2 separate regions of the Macaca mulatta genome follow, and region 1 is linked to region 2. The links are chromatin contacts, called in public Hi-C maps. All regions are on one chromosome and are shown on one strand. The core of a region is the stretch at or near the end of the contact, and the rest is flanking DNA. Distances in the headings are between cores, read along the strand shown.

What was found. A called contact is a pair of places that touch in the nucleus more often than the background predicts.
Region 1: a contact with region 2 is called in a Hi-C map of fetal cortical plate, with 2.6 times the contacts expected there. The contact joins the enhancer-like site here to the promoter of CCNH in region 2. A contact is called at or near these places in 2 of 14 Hi-C or Micro-C datasets (fetal cortex germinal zone and fetal cortical plate).

The regions. Positions count from the first base shown.
Region 1 is chr6:94,065,221-94,069,820 of T2T-MMU8v2.0, reverse strand. No RefSeq gene overlaps it. Among named protein-coding and RNA genes, the nearest start is that of CCNH, 280 kb to the right of the region's middle. Within about 2 kb of position 1,495, at least 6 of the 40 cell types and tissues checked have an H3K27ac peak or open chromatin away from gene starts, as enhancers often do. A contact at or near this core is called in fetal cortex germinal zone and fetal cortical plate, where this site is marked.
Region 2 is chr6:93,786,612-93,791,466 of T2T-MMU8v2.0, reverse strand. CCNH (cyclin H) reads left to right here and starts at 1,956. Exons shown (of 9, transcript NM_001266446.1): 1 at 1,956-2,158; 2 at 3,487-3,609. The coding sequence starts at 2,042.

The sequences.
Region 1 (4,600 bases), core at 246-2,745, 280 kb before region 2:
ACTTAAATGAACATCTTTGGCTAAATGGTTCCAAATCTACAATCTTCATATAGTAATGGTAAAGATTGCATAGTGTTTATTACAGCTGTAAACATTTAATGGCTGATAATTAAACAGCATCCATACTGAATTTTGAAAGATTTAATTAAACATAGCACACTGCAGATGTGAGATTTAAATTACTATTTATAATTACATGTAAAACACAATTCCTAATATGGTCACATGGAATTCTGAGAGAAATTTGCAATTTCCTCTCATTTTAAACAATTTTCGTTTCGAATTCCTTATTCCACTTTTTAAATATGGAGCATTTGACAACAGACAACATAACAGATATGTCAAATGTGTTCATGAATGTTGGTTCTGAGTGAAGGAGTATTGTCTCAGAACTATTCCTTTAAAATTTTTATTCCAAAGGTATAGCAAAAAAAAAGAAAGAAAATAAAATAGAAATAGACCTACCTAATTACAAATAATTCAAATAAAGGAAAAAAAGAACTAGCCTAACTCTATCATTCGATGAACAGAAAGCTAGAAAGAAAAAGTAAAAAGGATTGTATTTTTCTTCAGTTTTAGCATCATATGTAACTCATGTATTTGCATATTATTTACAAAAAATCAGTGAATAACATTAGAGTGCAAAATTGATTTAAAGGGAACATTTAAATTTTCATGTGGAAAACCTATTAAATACTGAAAAATTTTCAGCCTTCTTTATTGCTTATTAAAGATGTCTCTGGCATTTTTATCCATCCAATGTATGGGAAATACAGTGAATGTGGAGTATTTTATAGTTGATTTCACAAACTAATTGATTGCACAAAACATTTAATACACCTTTTGTAACAGAAATTGCTTAGCATCTTATTTGTGCTATATGTCTCTATGGAGTGGGAAAACAAAAATGGAATGTACCAAAGACTAAATTCAATTTGCACCATTCTCCAGTCCTGTATGTCTGTAATGTTTCACGTTCACAAATGTTTACAATGAGAATCTTGTCAGTGAGGACTCTGAGACCAGAAAAGCAAATGGCTGATGTTGAAGAGACTAATAAAGAATGCCTTGAAATTCCATATTCCTCATCTCCACAAGCATAAAGAAAGGCACAATTTATTTTTAGTAAATTGTGGGAGTGAATTACACCCTAATATTTAAATTAATTATCCTGGTCATTCTTGATTAACACTTCTCTTGCCACTATTGTATTACAAAGAGCTACCAAATTTAAAAATCTGCTGGTGGGCTGAGAAAAAACTATAAATAACACATTCAACAAGGGATAATTTGTCAGATCATATATGCTTATTATATGCATATATAGTACCATAATTGTTCATGACATTTTAAAATAGACAAAACAGTCTCAAAGTTATCATTCAAAGAGAAGATTCTGATAAAGAAAATAGATGAAACCTAGCAATGGAGCTGTCCAGGGCTCCATATGCATGTGATGGTTTCTTATTTACATGTCGCTCATGTTTATGCATGTTCAGAAGAATACAGCTGCTACCCCATTCTCCAGAAATCACAGACACCGGTCAAGTCTACAAATAGCCACATTTGAGCTTGTAATGTATTTATCATGAAAAGCTAGAAGCTCTAATGGTAGGGAAGGGGAAAAGTAGCACAATTTGCTTTGAAAAGATAACAGCTATTTTTCAAAAAACAAATACTGTATATTCAATTCAGCTCCTTTAGGTGCTTTCATGTTATAGGAATTCTGCTGGTGATGAAAACAGCATCCAGCCAATCAAATAGTGGTACCCTAGTGCCATCCAAAGTAGAAGCCTAGTGTTTAAAATAACCCTGATGAATTATTCATAGAGCTGATGTTTATGCAAATTAGAGAATCATGCATCCACCTGACCACCAAGGGAAGAAAAAAACATAGGGAAAAAAAAAAAAAAAAAATCATGTTTTTAGCATTCTCCAGAACCTATGTAATCAAATGATAATATTCTTTCATTAAATGCATCAAGGAATTACAATCCTTACCTGGTTAGTTTGTAGGGCCTTCAGATTTTCTGGATGAAATAACTGACTGTGCGTGCAACCAATAAAACTGAACTGAAAAGCTGATTAAGGGCACTTACTTAATGCAAAGCCATTCACTGAATATTCATATGATGCCTGTGTTTATGCAAATTAAAGCAAAAGAAAGCCCAAGGGGATTGGTTGCCATAGCCCACAAATACTGTGTACAGCAGAAAATATAGAGAATAGTGACAAATAAATCTTGAAATTCATAGCTTTGAAGCAACAAAGAAGAAATAGTAAAATATTTAAAAAGCTGAGGTGAATTACAGTTTTAAATTGTTTTATTTAATCATATTACTTTAGAACTATCACCTATTCCTACCATGTAATGATCTATAATTATCTTAATGCCAAAAGAGATCTTCACTTTTGTTTGTCAGCTTTATTTATCCTTTAGCCATTCATATTAGCAGATCTCCTAAGCATAGAATAGTGAAGAAAGAAACAATTATGATAAAAATATGAGTCGGTGGAGTAATAACCAAACACAGACCCATGTGTGATACAGTTTAAGTGTTTTATGTACTGATTCTTCATTGGTAAAACCTTACTAAGTAGTGTCAATGGAAGACCTCCAACATGTTGAGCACGTTGCTATCTCAATATTGATAGATATCTGCTTCATTTGATATGGGGATTATTTTATATTAGATGAGATACTGTGAATATTTTGGCCAAGAAGATTTTGCCACATGCGGCTTTAAATGCCAAGGATTTTCACTTTTAGAACCCACTTACAATAATGTTCTCTGAAATGCATGCTAATATGTAGTGTCCTAATCACAAAAAAATGTGAATCCTCACATATGGATGTGAGAACCGTTTACAGACATTGGCATAATTCATAATATTTAAAGGATACGGTGGAAGTCTGGCAGAAAATGCTTCATATTGTTAAGAAGGATCTTCACTTTTATTTCTTGAATAAGAATCAGAGATTGCTAAAAATGCTGGATTGTATCTTACAGGTTTTTTGTTTGCTTTTGTTCGTCTTTTTGTTTTCTGTCACATACATTCAAAACTTCAAAAATAAGAATAAGGCAATATTCTCCATGGCAGTTACCACTGACTGAAGAGTATTTATCATTTTCCAATAGTTTCCTAATAATTCTCACATCCTCATTCCACAATGACTTTGGTCTCCCTCAGATAACATAATGAATTTTCAAGCTCTTTCAGGAAATGATATTTAAAGTAATTTAAGCATCTACACAAAGCTGGCTACACTTATCATAAATGCTATAAAGTCTGAATCCAATTCCTGGACATTGTTTTCCCAGAAGAAATTTAGAGGAACTTCTTTGTGGCATCTTATGCTTGCCTAATTACAGCTTTCATGTTTGCAAATAATTTCCTTTCTTGTAAAGTTGTTCTTTAGCTTTCCATGACAGTAATCTTCACAGATGTATATTTATGTGCATACACATACATTTTCTATAAAATACATTGTATTTACTTAATCTAATTAATGACTCCTTAAAATTATCTTTTACTAAGTTTCAGAATTGACTTGAAACACAGTGATCAGTGTATCTAAAATTAAGAATTACGTTGTTAAAATTTTAGAAGCTGTGAATTACCATTTTTGTTATTGGTGATTTCTTTCATTTAATTAATTAATTATATTTATACATATCTGTTCATACAAAATACAGAATAAAATGAATGTATAACTAGTAGTACACTTTCCTTTATCATCATGCAATTATTTTTCTTCTATTGATTTAAGAACATATTATATAGAAGGTAGACTGGTAATTTCTTAAAGTTTCTAATTAAAGAATCCTAAACTAAAAGCTTCTGAGAAACAAGGTTTGGGTTAATCAGCAAACACTTGGTATTTAAGATTTTCTATCGCTATAAAAATTATCCGTTTTTGAAAAAGTCAATATTTTAAATATCAAAATTCTCCAACTTTCAAATTAAAATTCAAACACAAGTTTTACCAAGACTAGTTACTGCTTATTTAAGCCACACTGACCATGCTTCAGGCTGCAATAAAGCTAAGGCTTCCTTCAGAAAGCTCTATTTTTATTTTCAAAGAAAATACACCCCCTTTCCTGCCCCGCCCTGCACACACACCTCAAATGAACTGCCAGAGGAAAATGTAAGGGGTATCATTAATGTCATCCTTTGTCCAGTTTTTGATATCATTAGTGGAATTTTTCCTTCCCTTTCTTGGATTGAATCTCTTAATCTCTGGCCCTGTACAACTCTGAGGTATTTCTGACAACTTTAAAATATTTATAAACCAAATCCAAACTGCCGTAGGCCATGGTTGCCTCAGACCTCTTATCCTGTATCTTGGCAGGGCAAGAGTAGCTTAGTCGGTGAATTCAGTTCTATAAGAATCAAAATCATCTATTCCAGATTAAATAAATCAATGCTTTTGAGACTGAGTTAACTGACTTATATTATGAATTTATAATTTCCAGGTTCATAATTCATTCACTATTTTACTCTGTGGGCACAACAAAATCCTAAAGGACTATTTATAAACTCTTGCAATGTTTCATAAAGAGGTAAACTTTAGCCCATTTGCCATTTATGTTAGAAA
Region 2 (4,855 bases), core at 707-3,206:
TTTCTCTGTATTCTTTATATTTGAAATTTTCCATAAATAAAGTAAGTAAAAATAATAGAAGTGAAGAGAAACACCTGCTGCTTTTTAGTTGAAACTAGAAATGGAAATAGGTAAATGCACAAGTTCTACATTCCAGTGTGCCTCCTGTGGTAGCAATAGCAAAGAAACACTTTCGCACATCAGGCTAAGTAGGAGACCATCACAGCATCCAGTCTGCTTACTTTAATAAAAAAAATCATACATGAGCCTTAATGTTAGGGCATCAGCAACAATTGTATTCTGCAGACAGTTAATTTAGACACAGCCCAATTCCTACTACAACTGAAAAATAAGATCAATGTCAATTTTCATGAACTAAAATTTGTTCAAGGTTTAAAAAAAGTTACACCAGCAATGCCAAGTTTTTCATATATTTTTCCTAAGTGACATTCAGAAATTTTACTCATATCCCTGTAGAAATCATAGTCTGCCAACTCTTTTAAATGCCTATTTCTATTTTCCTTTACATAAAACTAAGGAGTTGTCAAATATCTTTCAGAAAAACAAAATGAAAAGAATTTATATGATATATATAACTGTCATGAGTCTAATACTTTATATAGACATTTAATTATCTAGATCACTTATTTTCCTATCTTTTGTACCATTAATGTTTTTCTCCATTAAATTATTCTTTCCCCCATATGCAACATTTTAGGTTGTTCACAATTCGTTGTTATCAATTTGCCATGCCCTTCAATCTTCTCTTTCTCTTTTTCTCTCTTAGCCAATTTACGACACCAGATTAGCCACATATGTTGAGTGTGTGGATCGCCAAAATTATAAACCACAAATGGCATAAGTTTGAGGAATTCAAATAACTGTGGCAAACTCTAACCTCAACTGCACCCAACAAAAATGAACAAGAAAAGACTTTCCCTATCTTAAGCCTCTAAAAACATTTTCATAGAAAGCAGAGTTAAAGCCATCCTGCCACTTCTTTTTAGGCTTTTCAAGACCTAAATTCTCTAGGTCTCATCATCTTTCTCTTTCTATTTATTTATTTATTTAGAAAAGCTATTTGCCATAGGGAAATTTGGATATATAATAAATACATGAGAGAATAAGGTATGCCTAAATGGGACACTTCAGAATCAACGTAAATTTTGGATCTCACCTGCAATTTTGAAAGTCCTATTAATTTAAAAACTAGTAAATACCTTAATATTCATGATAGCTTACTGTAAGATTCCCTAGAGGCAATGAAGATGGGAATCTCAAGAAAACTAAAACTACCATACATCTTGGCTTCAGAGGTGAAAATAGGGGGAGAGGATTGGCTAGTTATCAACAGAAGGGAAAGTGCTTTTTGCACAGAGAAAGAATAGACAAGGCAACAAAAGTGGCAAACTGTAAGGGCCAATACACATCCACTGCTTCAAGTTTTTCAGCCATGTTCCATTCTCAGAGATTTCTGGTAGTACTTCAAGAACACCGATCTCCAAACTCCTCCTGAAAAGGGCTAGGAATGCTTCTGCCTGAAGATCTTACCTATTCTTTCTGGGCCCCATGATCTCCCTACATGATTGATCAACCTACTATTTCAACTCGAAAAAGCCTTTTCACAAATGTCAACTTCAGTGAGGCCTCCATTTAAAAATGAACACCCTACCAAGTCCTTTCCTAATTTCTGATTACACCCTGTGAATTTACATCAACCTACCCCACACCCTCAGTTTATGCCTCTTTTGAACATTCCTGCCGGGCTTCTCCTTTAAATCTTGCCTGGAAGGGGCGGAGCTATGTCCCAGGCTCACCGGGAGGAGCGTTCCGTAGGCTCCGCCCACCTACGTCTCAGAGGGCGCCCCAACAAACCCTGGATAAGGTCTCTTCCTAGTCCGCTCCGGAAATGCGACTGCGTACGCGCTGGACACGCAGTCGTGACGTCAGCGCGCCCGCGCTGGCTGGCCGGACGCCCTAGGGGTTCGGTTGCTTTACGCCACGGCACTGCTGCGTTTGGGTTGTCTCCTGCAGGCTGTCTGGACCTGGTCACGATTCCACAATGTACCACAACAGTAGCCAGAAGCGGCACTGGACTTTCTCCAGTGAGGAGCAGCTGGCAAGACTGCGGGCCGACGCCAACCGCAAATTCAGATGCAAAGCGGTGGCCAACGGGAAGGTGAGGTTTTCCCGACGGTTGCCCAGTTGCTTGGTCACTAAATTCTGAGCAGCTGCGGGAGCTCTTCTGGCTCCCAGGACAGTCTCACTCCCTCATTTCTCTGCCTCTGCGGCGCGGAGTGCGTTTATATATTAAAATAAGCGAGCACCTCGCGAGGTTCCGTGGGTACAAAGGCGAACAACGCCATCCCCGTGGTCGAATGGCAGACAAGTAACCAGTCTTTGTAACGTGGTGAAGAAGAGAGTAGGTAGTGTGCTAAGGTAGTGCGTGGCAAGAGCCGTTCACTTGTCAAGCGGTGATGTTGGGGAAGGTTTTTCCCAGTAGCCAATGCGGAGAAAATGGGGAAAGGACGTTCCAGGCAGTCAGAACTACCGTGCAGAGTGGGAGGGAGGTCAGAAGTTACAGGGCTGGTGCGTGGACGTGTTTGTGGTCGTATGTGGCCGAATGTGAGTACCTGTACAGGAATGGCTGGGGAGGGTAGGAAGGGAACTTGTTTGTAAGTGGAAGTGAGGCGTTTGAAATTTCCATTGAAAGGATGAGGAACCTTTGAAATATTTAAAATGGGAAGCTAACCTTATCAGATTTCCGTTCTGGAAACAGCGCTCTAGCAACCTCGTGGTGAATGGGTTGGATGAGGGCGGGAGACCGGCGACGGAATACAAACCAAGTGACTAAAGATAAGGTTTGGACTGTGGCCCGCTAGCCAAGTCCCTTCTGTTACAGCTCTAGGGCTGGTTTAATCTTTCTTACAAGCTCCACTCCAGCAAGTGTTCAGTGTCTCCAAATTACTGACACTGAATTACTTTACTTTACTTTCTACCTTTAATTCACATCACTGATTTTAGCACCTGAATTAGTTTCCTTAAGGGCTGCCTTAAAAAAATCACCACAGACTGGGTAGCTTAAAATAACAGAAATTTATTGAAACATTTGCTGTTTTTTTACAACTTGTGTCGTAATGACTGACCGAGAAACGAATGTTGGAAGCTTTCCAATCATATTTGTAAAAAGTCTGTCTACTTTTAAATTTGTAAATAATGATATCACAGCTGTGAGCATATGCACATAGCCTATCGTGATTGTTTATATAATGAAGCAAAGGTCTAGCTGACATTCCGAAAAGTTGTGAAATGATGGTACAGTTTTAGTTTATTATTTTCCTACAGCTATTTTGTGTAATGATTAGCGAATCTATAAAGAAAACGAGGCGTGATATATTCCCCTTCGTTGGAGATATAAACTAAATTTAATCTGGATAGAGAAAAATGTTTTACAATTGTTTAATTCATTGAATTCATTGAACTTGTGTTGTAATTGTTGATCTAAAGGTTCTTCCGAATGATCCAGTCTTTCTTGAGCCTCATGAAGAAATGACACTCTGCAAATACTATGAGAAAAGGTTATTGGAATTCTGTTCGGTGTTTAAGCCAGCAATGCCAAGGTCTGTTGTGGTAAGTTACAGTAGTGATGAAATATAATGTCCTTTAGTTGACTTGTGAAATTTGACCTCTTCTAAATTCCCTGTCCACTCTAGTCTTAAAAATTCACGTTAGTTACAATTAATTAGTTTTTGGCACATTATATCTTTTTCAATTCAGGCCTTAACTCATGAATTGCTGTATCATATCTTCAAAAGTATTTCAAGTCTCATTTTGTGGTCAGAAAAAAATTTGAGGTCAGGTAATGTTATAAAGAAAGAAACAAAATAAATTACTTTTCTCTAAGTTCTCAACTAGTGAGCCATAGAACTGGGACTAGAACATAGACTACTTGCTTTTCCAACTCTGTGACACCCAATAAATGTTTGAAGTAATGCATTCTTTCATAATTGGTAATCATATGCCCCAGCTGAAACTGATACCATAAGATTTTTTTAAGCCTTAATTAGTAGAAGCTGGAGTTTTATCTTTGGTTAAAAAAGATTGTCTTACTGCTTCAGATGTATGGTTCTGAGGACCTGTTTGTTTTTTGCTGGGGTGGGCAACCGTGAGGAGAAACAGGTAGCTGAGATTAAAAAGCAGAAAGATAAAAAAGCTACAGTGGGAGGGTGTTTAAAATGTCTTTACGTTATTCTCTCACAGGTTTGTTGCAAAGAACAAATATAGAAGTGTATCTTAAGTAAAAGACTGTTAAATTTTAAAGTTATACAGTGTGACTAGCTTACGACCGAGTAGAGAATAATCTTCTGGGAAATTATCTACATTTTTATAGTTGAAAAAAATTTGAAGTATGTTGAAAATATTAAGTCCATAGAATTTATAATTTTTTTTCATCTGAGATATCAAAGATTCAGAGAGAGTTTTAGGTATACTTGATTAGTTTATATCTTCAGATTTGGTTTATTCTTACAAAAGAACTAAAATGAGGCAGTAAATTTAAGTGATCTTATCAAATGAAGAAAAAAATCCTTTAATGAACTTCTTTATGGAATTTATTTTTAAATAACATGTTTATCATTGGTGAATAATTTTTTGTTATACATAATGACAAAACTAAACTTTTAAAATACTTAAAAGGAAATATTCTTTTTTCTATCATAAAATAGATTAGTGGTTATTTCATTGGTTCCAGCCAAATGATATAATGGTTAAAAGTACAGGCAGGTCTTACTTGAATTCATTCCTGTTCCTTATTAGCTGTGTGACCTAGATAAGTCAGTTCACCTCATTGATACTCAGTTTCCTTCTCTGTAGAGAT